Linked DNA regions of Ovis aries: region 2 is linked to region 1. The links are chromatin contacts, called in public Hi-C maps. All regions are on one chromosome and are shown on one strand. The core of a region is the stretch at or near the end of the contact, and the rest is flanking DNA. Distances in the headings are between cores, read along the strand shown.

Region 1 (5,297 bases), core at 1,524-4,023:
AGCCTGTATAGAAAGCACTCAGCACAGGGCTGGGCATGTGGTGAGCACTTCGTAAAGGGTAGCTCTTATCACTGGTTTCAGTAAAAATACGTTTGTCACTCCTTGCAACAGTCAAAGTAGCTGGGTAAATAAGGAAGCCTTGGCGGGGAGACAGGGGTCGGGGATGGGGCATTTGACAATGCACTTTGAGTGAGTTGTTGTTCAGTCACTCAGTCATGTCTGACTCTTTGTGACCCCGTGGACTGCAGCACACCAAGCTTCCCTATCTGTCACTGTCTCCCTGAGTTTACTCAAAATCATGTCCATTGAGTCGATGGTGCCATCCAAGCATCTCATCATCTGCCACCCCCTTCTCCTCCTGCCCTCAATCTTTCCCAGTATCAGGGTCTTTTTCAATGAGTCAAGAGGACATTCCCTTAGGTAACAGGTTCACTATGAATTACACAAATAATCTTCCATTAAAAACACAAATGGAGGGACTTTCCTGGTGGTCCAGTGGTTAAGACTCCAAGTTTCCAATGAAGGTGGTGCAGGTTTGATTCCTTGTCAGGGAACTAAGATCCCACATGCCAAGCCATATAGCCAGAAAAACACATACACACACACACACACACACACACACACACACACACACACAAAAATGGGAAGCCAAGGGGAGCAGAAATCTCTACATCACTAGAGAAACCCTAAATTATATACAACCTCTTTGGAGGAAGGAGAGTTCACCTAGAACAATACTTCAGACATCTCCAAATTTTAGCTTAGATCCCCACCCTTGATGACAAGATGATGGCCACGGTGACTGTGACAGCCTTGAAGTTTCCCTGAATGCTTGCTACAGGCCACGCACCAAACTAAGCTCTTTCATCTATTTGCCCAGTTAATCTTCACAAGAACTCATGAAGAAGGGCTCTACCAGTCTAGGTCAGCTCTGCCCAATAGATATATAATGTGAACACACACATAGGCCATGGAGTAACACAAATTTTCTAGCAGCCACATTAAAAAGTAAAAAGAAATTGGTGTAATTAAGTTTAGCAAATATTTTATTTAACCTAACATATAGAAAATATTATTTCAACATGTCATCAGTATTTTAAAAAATAAATCATCAGGTTTTTGGGTTTTTTTTATTTCAGACTTTGAAATCTGCTGCATATTCTACACTCACAGTGCATCTCAATTCAATCAGTAGACACACTTGGCTTATGGTCACTCTGGTGGACCACGCAGGTCTAGAGAATGAGGAAACGACATGAAGGAGCTTGGCCCGGGCCCCACCTGGGCTCAAGCAGGGCATCCAGAGCCAAGCTCTTAATTCCGATGCTCTCCTGCCTCCTGCTTGCTAAATCCATTAAATTCCACATTCTGCAGCCCACTACATGTGCCAAGAAATATGGTCTTCATCCTTCATTCCAAGGACTGGATATAAATCCCTTCCTGCGTGCGAAGGGGAAAAACCCACAAAGACACCCACGATTTCATTTTTTCACCTTTTTAAAGAAAAGATTCTGACAAGGCACCATCTTTAAAACCTGCTAAAAATGACCCCAGGGTGAGAAACAGCTAAGAAGGGGAAACACACATTTTTAAGCAGCACCCAACTGACGTCAGTTTCACAACCGTCCCAAAAAAAGTCCAAGTCTGTGTCAGGAATTCTCAGAAAGGGAAGAGAGCGTATGTAAGAGACTAGAGTGGGTAAGGATCCCAAAGTAAAATACCAGGAAACGACAATGCTCAGCACAGAAAACTACGGAGTCAGCAGAGTAGTGATACGCACCGAACCACAAATAGGTGAGCACATGTTTCACTGGACACAGAGCAGGAGCAACGAGCAGCTGGTGAAGAGGCCCAAAGGGAAGCAGCCCTTTACCAGCCAGCATCTAGCCTTGAGTCGTCTCCTCACAAACATGGAAATCACTCAGAAACTCCGGGCAGCTGCAATGTGTGGTATGAGGGCATCATGGGCATCGCCTGCTGCCAACTGTGCTATGAGTTAAACTGTGTTCAGGAGCCAAGATGGGGATGTCCTGAGTGGTCCAAGGGCTCAGACTCTGCACTCTCAATATGCAGGAGGAACTGGTCGGGGAACTAGATCCTGCTTGCACAACTGAAGAACTCAGAGGCAGCAAAGAGGGTCAAGGGCTCCAGGTGCCACAACTAAGGTCCGGCACAGCCAAGTAAATGAATAAATATTAAAAAAAAAAAAGAAGAAGAAGAAGAAGAACCGAGATGACTTGAAAGGCCTCCCTGAGGTTGGCATGCTCAGCAGAGCTTCCAGTCCAGAGATGGCTACTGGGATACCCAGAGCTTAAAGAGAAAGAGGGTGAAAACTCCCAAGTGTGAACTGCTTTGCTTTGAGCTAAGCACAAAACTGGGCTTCCCAAGTGGCGTTAGTGGTAAAGAACCCACCTGCCAACGCAGGAGACCCGGGTTCGATCCCTGGGTCATGAAAATCCCCTGCAGAAGGAAATGGCAACCCACTCCAGTATTTCTGCCTGAAGAATCCCCAAGGACAGAGGAGCCTGGTGGGTTATAGTCCATAGGGTTGCAAAGAGTCGGGCATGACTGAATCAACTTAGCATGCACACACAAGTACAAAACTGAACTGCTGTCCCTGTCAGACAAGGGTGGGTTTCACTTCCTGCCCTGCCCCCCTAGCCCCCATCAGCCTTCCTCTAGACTGATTCAGGACAGAAATGCCTCCCCAGCATCTGCAGCATGTAAAGGGCCAAGCCTGAGGCCCACCACGGAGCTTCTGCTCTGTCAGGCCACATGGGGGCGCCCAAGACCTCAACCCCTCCACAGGTGAGAGTCCTGAATGACCCCAGCTGGGTAGCAGAGGACACCTCCTCAATGACACACACTGGATTCATTACCAGGGAGATCTTCCAACCCTGAGCTCAGGTCCCCAAACCTGGACCTCTGTCCTCTGAGTGGGGCCGCCACCCCCTGCACAGGCCACAGTCGTCAGCAGAAGCCCAGCATCACCCATACTCGGCTCTCACAGTGTGACCTTGGCTGAGTTACCTAAGTTCTCTGAGCTCCCATGTCTTCTTCTTTAAAAGAGAGAATTATTCATTCATTTAACAAATATTTACTGATTCTTTACTATCTTAGTTTCAGGAGGATATAACGGTGAAGAAAAGGAAAAAAAAATCCCTCCCCCGTAGGACTTAATCCTAGTTGGAGAAAGAGGTACCCAGTGGGCAGATCAACATGTATCAACAAATGTAACAGTGGCGCCTACCTCACAGGGCCTTTGTGAAGCACGTCTAATGCAGATAGCACACACTAAATAAATGTAAGATACTGCTATTATGAACAGTAATAACAGTTACATCTAATCCTTTCAGCTACATCTGGGCCTGGCTCCAAAAATCCCATTTGGCTGGAAGCCAAAGTGGGATAAAAGCCTGACAGGCGGGGCTCCATTCTCCCCATCCTAACATCTTTCTGGATTCAGGCCACAAGGACATCTCGCCACAAGGATAGAGACCCAGACAGACAGGCTTCATTTAGCAAACACAACAGTCCCACAAAGCCCAGGTCCACAGCAAAACATGAGCCTGGGTAGGGCTTTGGGGGGTACATTTCCACTGCCCGGTGGAGGGCCAGCTTTCTGCCAGGCTCCACAGGGAGCCACGTGCCTGCCTCACTGGCACTCACACACCAGCAGGGAGGAGAACCTCAGAGCCACTCCAAGGCACTGTGGTGTATGCGTCTCCACGGGGCTGGAGGGATGAGAAGAGCTGCAATCCTGCCAGTGGCATGAATTCATAGCTTTGTGATGGTGCCCCAGGGAGCACTAGGACCCCGCAAGATGGAAATGCGGGTGCCTGCAAGGATGGCAGCAGCACTTAGCGTGCCACTTGCTAAGCACTGGCTAAGTGTCAACGCTGCTTTGCATTTGTTGTCTTAATGTTTTCAATAACTGTATGATGGCACTACTTTCTTCAACCTCCATCTTGTACATAAAGAAACTGAGATTAAGTGATTTGTCCAAGGATGCACAACAAGGGAAACCAGGCAGGTGGTCCAACTCCAGAGGCCAGGTCCTGAAACAACCAGCTAAGCCTCCCCACCCACAGTCACCCCAGGGGACAGAGAAGGCAAAGAGGTGGAGCCAAAGCCACCAACCAGTTGAAGCAGCCACACTCAGTCTAGCTCCTCAGTACAAATTCCATGTGGAATTGCACTTGGGGAAAAGAAAGCTCCACTGCTAATTTTTTTTTAATCATTCGAATAAATGATGACCAGCATCAAAGGATAGCCTATATGCTCAGCTTTTAAAAATGTCACAGGACATTCCCTGGTGGCCCAGTAGTTAAGATTCCATGCTTCCACTGCAGAGAGCATGGGTTTGATCTCTGGTTGGGGAACTAAGATTCCAAATGCTGTGTGGCATGGCCCCCCAAAAAAGAAAAAAATAAATAAGGATTTAAAAAATGTGAAGAAGCCAAATGCCCATCAACGGTAGAAATACTAGATTGTGATAATAAAGTCAAGTAATGGAATATTACACAGCAGTGAAAAAGAACTACTTCTGGAGACAAGGTAATCTCCCAGACATGATGAGTAAAAGACAGATACAGAAGAATGCATACTGGATGAACTCATCCTGTATCAAGTCCAAAATTAACCGATGGCAGTAAAGGTCATTATGATGGTTGCCCTTGGTAAGGGAGCATGGGAAGAGCATGAACCTTTTCAGGTGTTGCAAATGTTCTTATATCTTAATCTAGACAAGACTGTAGAGGAATATTAGAGAGAAACATTTATTTAGCTGTATACTTAAGATGTGTGCACTTTTCTGCCTTATACCTCAATAAAATATAAAATGAAAATCACAGTAAGTTATTTAATCCAGAATCTTGCATTTTGGTAAGAACGAACCCAGACTTCTTTAAGAAAGAAGGCCATTGCCTATCTGGGTCGTTAAGATAAAAATAGATTAAAAAAAAAAAAAAAACCCAAACAAAACATCAGCCACAGCAATCAAACACTCAGCAGCGGAATTAGCCAGGGGGAGCCTCATGCTCCAGGTTTGCACAGGTTATATTTGACCTCCAGCAACCTCCCCGCCCGCCCCGCTGGGGAGATCCAGTTTGATTCTGGAAAGACTCGTCTGCAGAGAACAAAGCCCGTGCCCACTACTTCAAAGGGGCTTGGAAGAATATTCCCTTTCGCTGCACCCAAGAGCATCAGGCCCTTTCAGAAGGCACAGCAAGAGACTCAAAAGCAATCTTAAAAGCGCTGACTGCAGTAAAACTGTCGCTGGCCATCTCAGCAGCTGA
Region 2 (5,708 bases), core at 540-3,039, 120 kb after region 1:
CTGAGAGAGCTGGCAGCACCTCCCACAGCACAGAGGGGATGCCATCTGCTGGAAAGACTGCGTCAGGAGCCTCTGGGCCGGCATCTTCCCGGTCGTACCTGGGGAGCAGCCGCCAGCCTGGGGCAGAAACAGGCAGCAGATTGCCTCTGGGTGCCCAGGAATAACTTTCTCGCCTCCCACGTCTCCCTCAGAGGAGCATCCTCTGCCATTCAGGCTCCCCTTCAGGGTGGTGGACTAACTCACCAGTGCCTGCTCCCTTTCCATTCTAAGGATGCCCAGGGTCCAAACCCCCATGCTCCCTCCCAACAGGAGCATGTATCAAAGCCATGGTTCTCTGAACCTCCTGGACACCTGGCTCCCTACTCAACAAGCTGGGCTCACTCCGAACCTAAACCTCGGCAACAGGCATTCTTCTGGACACCCCCACCCCACCCCGCCCCCTGCCAGAGATGGTCTAAGTCACTGCTACCCAGGGAGGTTCTCCAGGGGGCTTGATAAAGTCAACCAGCAGCATTAGGAGAACTCCTAAGCTGAAGGAGCCTCTGTCTCCGCAGCTGCCCACTGTTAATACCATGTTCAGTGCAATCACTTTCCCCCAGTGGTACCATTACACACACCTGGACCGCAGGTAACAGGGGCGAAGAGCATCAAGCCTTCGAAGTTGTCTTCAAAGTTCCTCTCAGGCAAGATGAAGCCCATGAACCCCGACCCCACAAGCTGCCTGCGAAGTCTGCACCAGCGCTTCTCCCACACGCTAGGAAGGCGCCCCGCCACCCCCCCACCCCCGCCCCGCCCCGCCACCACCACCCACCTCCGGCTCTGAGGCTCTCCCGCCCCCCGCAGGGCCCCGAGTACTCACGTCTCGAAAGCGGTTCCAGTACTTGTCCCGCTCGTACTGAGAGACTGTGCTCAGCCACTGGTCATTGTCCAGGAAATTGCCGTTGTTGGGGCCCGCGCCTCCGGCGAGCGCGTCCAGGTGCCGGCTCTCGACCTGGAGGAAGCACCACGCCGCGGCAGCCGCCGCGAGCACCGCGATCGCTGGCATCTGCGGGGCAGGGGCACGCGGGGGCGGTGAGGGGAGGCCCGGGGCGGCGAGCGGAGGGCTGCGCGCCCCCGCCGTCGGGGCGAGCGGGGACCGCCCCGCGGGGCCAGGGTCAGCCCCGGGCACACCTGCGGCGGATCTACAGACCCAGGGGTCTCTCTCACGAATGGAGGGGGGTTGGGTCGGTTTCAAATGAAGAGGCTGCGTCACAAATTAGGGGCCTCTATCAAACTATAGAGGACCGCTATCGTCCGGGCGCCCTACGCACCGCCGCTCTCGGATAGGGGCTTCAGAACCCCTCCCCGAAAACGGAGAGCCCTGGACCCGCAAGCCTGACTCCCAGACACTGCGCCCAGAGCTCGGGTAGGGAGGGGGTAAACAGGGCTCCGACCAGCAGTCCAGGCTCCCACTGAATGGGGGATAGACCTGCGGACCGGGTCGGGGGGTGTCTCCCCTCGCCCCCCGCCGCCGCCTCGGGGAAAGAGGGGCGCACGGAGACAGCCCCAGGCAGGCCCTGACCCCGCCAGCCCCCACCCCCGGTGGCCGCGGGGAGGTGTCCCAACTACGCCAAGTTGGGGCGCGGGGTTCTGCGGGGAACGTACCTTGGGGCCCGGCCCGGGTCCCCGCGTCCGAGTTGCTCGAGCTCTTGTGGCGCGGTGGCCGAGAAGGCTAATCGGCTGGCTAGCTCCCCAGCGCTCCTGCCACCCGCCGCCGCGCGTCCTGCCGCTTTGTGAGCCCGCAGCGCTCTGGCTCCGCTCGCTCGCTCGCTCGCAGGCTCGCTCGGGCGCGGCGTCCGCGGGCGGAGGAGCCCGAGCGCTCGAGCCGAGGCCTCTGGCGACCCCTGGCGGCCGCGCGCCGCTGTGCGGCCCGCCCGCCCGCCCGCCCCGCCGCCCCTGGTCAGGCAGCTGGGGATCCTGGTTATTCACATCTCTACGCAAGGCTGAAATAAGCTTTCAGGCCCAGGCTGGCGAGAGACAGCTAGGGAACCGAGAATCAAGGCCAAGAGGAGGGCCAACGTTGAGGCATTCTCAAAAGCAAGGTCGTTGGACCACTTAAGTCAGGATCATCTTAATGGGGGGGAGGGAGGACTTTTTAAAAATCGGGACACCTGGCTCACGCCCCAGACTCGCTGAATCAGCATGCCTTAGGAGAGCGTCCTGAAGTGAGTGAATTTCTGCACTGCCCACCCCAGGTCATGCACCCACCCGCATCTCTGCACATCCATGCCCTGTACCATGACAACTACCGTCAGTCCCTTAAGACAGTCCTTCTGGCCCCCGTTTCTATCATTTGTCACCTATTTCTGCCTTGTGTCACCACATTGGCCCTGTGGGCATCCCTTGGTGTTCTTACACAGCAAGGTCCACATATGTTTCTGTCCCCACCCTTGGGAACTGGCCCCAGCACCAGCCTCTTGGGTTTTCCCAGAGGGAAGGGAGCAGGAGAGGGAGAATAGGCCAGGCTCAGGGACAGGACACTGAGGCAGGAGATGCAGCCCCCATTGGCATTCCAGATCCTCAGGCAAGTCTGATCAAAAGGACAGGGCATACTGACCTGCTGCCTCTCTCTTGTACAACCACAGCCCATTCTGCAGATGGCTGCATGCTTTTAGAACAGGTCTGACATAGTCACCCATCTTCCATCGACACACACTTACATCTCTTCATGTTTGCTTTCCTGATAAAGACTAAACTCACGGCTGAGGCTCCAAACCCTGCACATTTGGCCTCTCTGGCTGCCTCTCACACCACCTCATCTCTTCCCTGACTTCCTAGCTTTGGTATGGGTCTCAGCGGATGTGGGCTCCCTCTAGCACGGGGTGGTGACTTCTACTTGGACTGCTGACCACACCTGCCCCCAACACCAGCCTCGTTGATTTCAGCTCTCAGCTTATTCACCCTGACTGCTTCAGACAGGCTTGCTGAACTGAAGGCCAGGATGCTGCATGAGGCCAGGATGCTGGTGACTTTCCCCTGAGAACACAGTGCTTCTCAGCTGCAAGATCACTTGAAATCACTCACTCCAAGTCTGTGTCTCCGCATGCCTGGAGCAAGCTCCGTGAGGGCAGAGGCCCAGTTTGGCTCTTTCACCAGTGCCCACCGTGCCCAGAGCCAAGCTCTCGACACTGAGCCCCTACATATGTGATGTGGTCAGCTTTGATTGTACTGCAAGTAATTTGGTTGCATTATGAAGTTAGATTATGATTTTTTCCTAAAAAAAGTAGCAGATGCTTATCCCAACATTACTCTGACTGATTTACATTCCTAGAAGTTTTCCTGAAAGGGAGGAAAGGAGTGGAGTCACAACTATTATACCGGGGACTGCAGTTGTCACAGGAATATTTTAGGTATTTTCATTTTATGTCCTGGTGGTATCAGAGCAGGAGAGACATTTACATATGATGGAGAGTACATTTCTTACTTTCTCGTGGAAACCCAAGTAAGTTCAGCTCCAAATCCTTTTACCACCCACTCCAACCTGCCTTTCTTCTTCCCTGACTGACATGACTTACCACATCAGCAGTCTGCTCCAAGTGGGCAGCCCTGAGTCCTCCCGTACTTGACTGAGCATCCCTTTAGGGGCCTATGGGACTCTTCCTCCTGGCTGTATGTGCCCATGTGTATACACCATCGCTTCCTGGGCCCAGGCCAAAGCTATCTGCCCTCTCAGGGTGTCCTCATCCTGCCCTGTGCTGAGATGCTCCTGTTGCATTTCCAGCCCAGAACTGTTGATAACTTCCAGCTGTATATCCAGCTTTATAATCGATAGGTCCTCTGGATGCCCCAGGGGTATGTCGAATCAGAAGTCTAGATTTTCCTCCACAAACCTGTGCTGAGTCCTCCCCATAATAGTAAATGTCTCCCACCCACATGGCTGCTAAAGCCAGAAACCCACGAGGCACCTTCAATCCCTCCATCTCCCTGGTCCCTCACTGCCCATCTGTCAGCAAGCCGATCCCCTCCACTTTCAGACTCCCCTCCCATTCATCCTTATCCTTCCACCTCCATGGGACCACCAGATCCTCTTGACTGTCACGCCCTCCTGAAAGACTGCAGTGGCATCTTGGCTAGTTTCCTTGATTCTTTCCTTTCCCTTCCAATCCACTATTCACTAAGGGGTCAGTGCCATCTTTTTAAACAGATTATTACTGCTTCTTATAAAACTGCTCAATGGCTCACCATGTGCAATGAAAATCTAAACTCCTTCCCATGACCAATAAAGCCCGGCACCATCTGGCCCCTTCCCCTGTGCTGTGATTCCTGCATTCTAGCCACACTCCTGCTCACGGTTTTGCACGCACATGAAGCGTGTTCTCACCTCTGGCCCTCTGCACTGGCCATACCCTCTGCCCGAACAGTCCTCTCCCTGCTCTTCAAAGGTCAGCTCCTTCTTGGGAGCCTGCTCAGATGCACCACCTCATCGAAGTCTTCCCCAACAACCCATCTAAAATAGGCCCTCCCCATCCAGCCACGTCAATACTCTTCATCCTTGCATTTGGTTGTTCCCTTAAAAGTATTTCGTCCCTTGATTCTCTGTCTTGCAATTCAAATAGTAATTCCAGGAAAACAAAAACAATGTCTTTTTCATGCCTGTATCTCCAGGCTTAACTCATAGGCTGATGAGCATTCAATATTTACCCAATAATTGGATGAATGAGTGAAGCAAATTCCATAACCCTTAATTCACCCTAAAGTTTGAAACCTAACTGTCTGGAGACATTTCCTCTGGTCACCCATAAACCTCTTGCTCTGCAGATTCTATCTCTGCTTTTCTGGCAGGCCCTGGTTTAATCAGAGGGCATCTGCTCTTGGCCAGGCTCCAGTTTCACAACTGGAATTGTCCCTGTAACCACCCACCGGGGAGGGAAGGGCACTCAGAGCAGCCGAGGCAGGTATGGGGGTGCTGAAGCTGGCCTGAGATGAGAAAGGACATAACCTTGGAGCCAGGGCAAGGAGCTAGAAGCTGGAGACCTGCCATCAGCCCAGCCGGTTGGCGAGGAGGGATGTCAGATTTATTCGGCCGCGGGAAGCACCCGGGACCAAAATCAATACTGAGCCTTGGGGCTGTATTTCTGCTTGTCATTGGCTTACACACAACTATAATAACTCCTTGTTTTAACATAGTTCTTATTTCCAAAGAGCACCACATGTTTTATTTTCAGTTTAATGGATCCTCAAACATGTACTATTGGTAGTCTGAAGCAGACATAACTATCACCATTTTATGCTGGGAACAGGGGCACACAGAAAGGTTGGATGAATTGCTGAAGGTCACAGAGAGAGAGAAAGATGGATCTAACAGTGGAAAGTTCTAGGTGTAGCATGCCCCCCGCCACTTCATGATTACCTCCATCTGAAAAGAGGGACCCACAACATTTACACTGTCATCACCCCAGATTTATTTTTAGCTGCACACTCATATACCCACCTGTTACACAGCATCTCCATTTGGCAACTGTCTCACTGGCCAAATGGACTTACTGTGTCCAAAACTGAATGCTTGAGCTGTATCCCCCAGCAAAACCTCCTCCCCTTCCCACCTCCCCGATGGGAAAGCAACCCCCACTATGCTAGTGGTGGTCACCAAATGCTAGTGTCATCCTGACGTCCGTCACAGCCACCACTTTTAATGAATCAGTCAAAAAATAAAAACGAGGAGAAATGGT

What was found. Hi-C and Micro-C count contacts between places; a contact is called where the count stands out from the background.
Region 2: a Hi-C map of hypothalamus shows a contact between it and region 1, with 6 times the contacts expected there. The contact joins the promoter of SPOCK1 here to the enhancer-like site in region 1. A contact is called at or near these places in 3 of 16 Hi-C or Micro-C datasets (hypothalamus, liver and mixed tissues).

What each region holds. Positions count from the first base shown.
Region 1 is chr5:46,467,273-46,472,569 of ARS-UI_Ramb_v3.0, forward strand. All of the region lies in intron 2 of SPOCK1 (SPARC (osteonectin), cwcv and kazal like domains proteoglycan 1), which reads right to left. Among named protein-coding and RNA genes, the nearest start is that of SPOCK1, 120 kb to the right of the region's middle. Within about 2 kb of position 2,774, at least 8 of the 54 cell types and tissues checked have an H3K27ac peak or open chromatin away from gene starts, as enhancers often do. A contact at or near this core is called in hypothalamus, where this site is marked.
Region 2 is chr5:46,591,786-46,597,493 of ARS-UI_Ramb_v3.0, forward strand. SPOCK1 (SPARC (osteonectin), cwcv and kazal like domains proteoglycan 1) reads right to left here and starts at 1,790. Exons shown (of 12, transcript XM_042250908.1): 1 at 1,645-1,790; 2 at 860-1,045. The coding sequence starts at 1,045.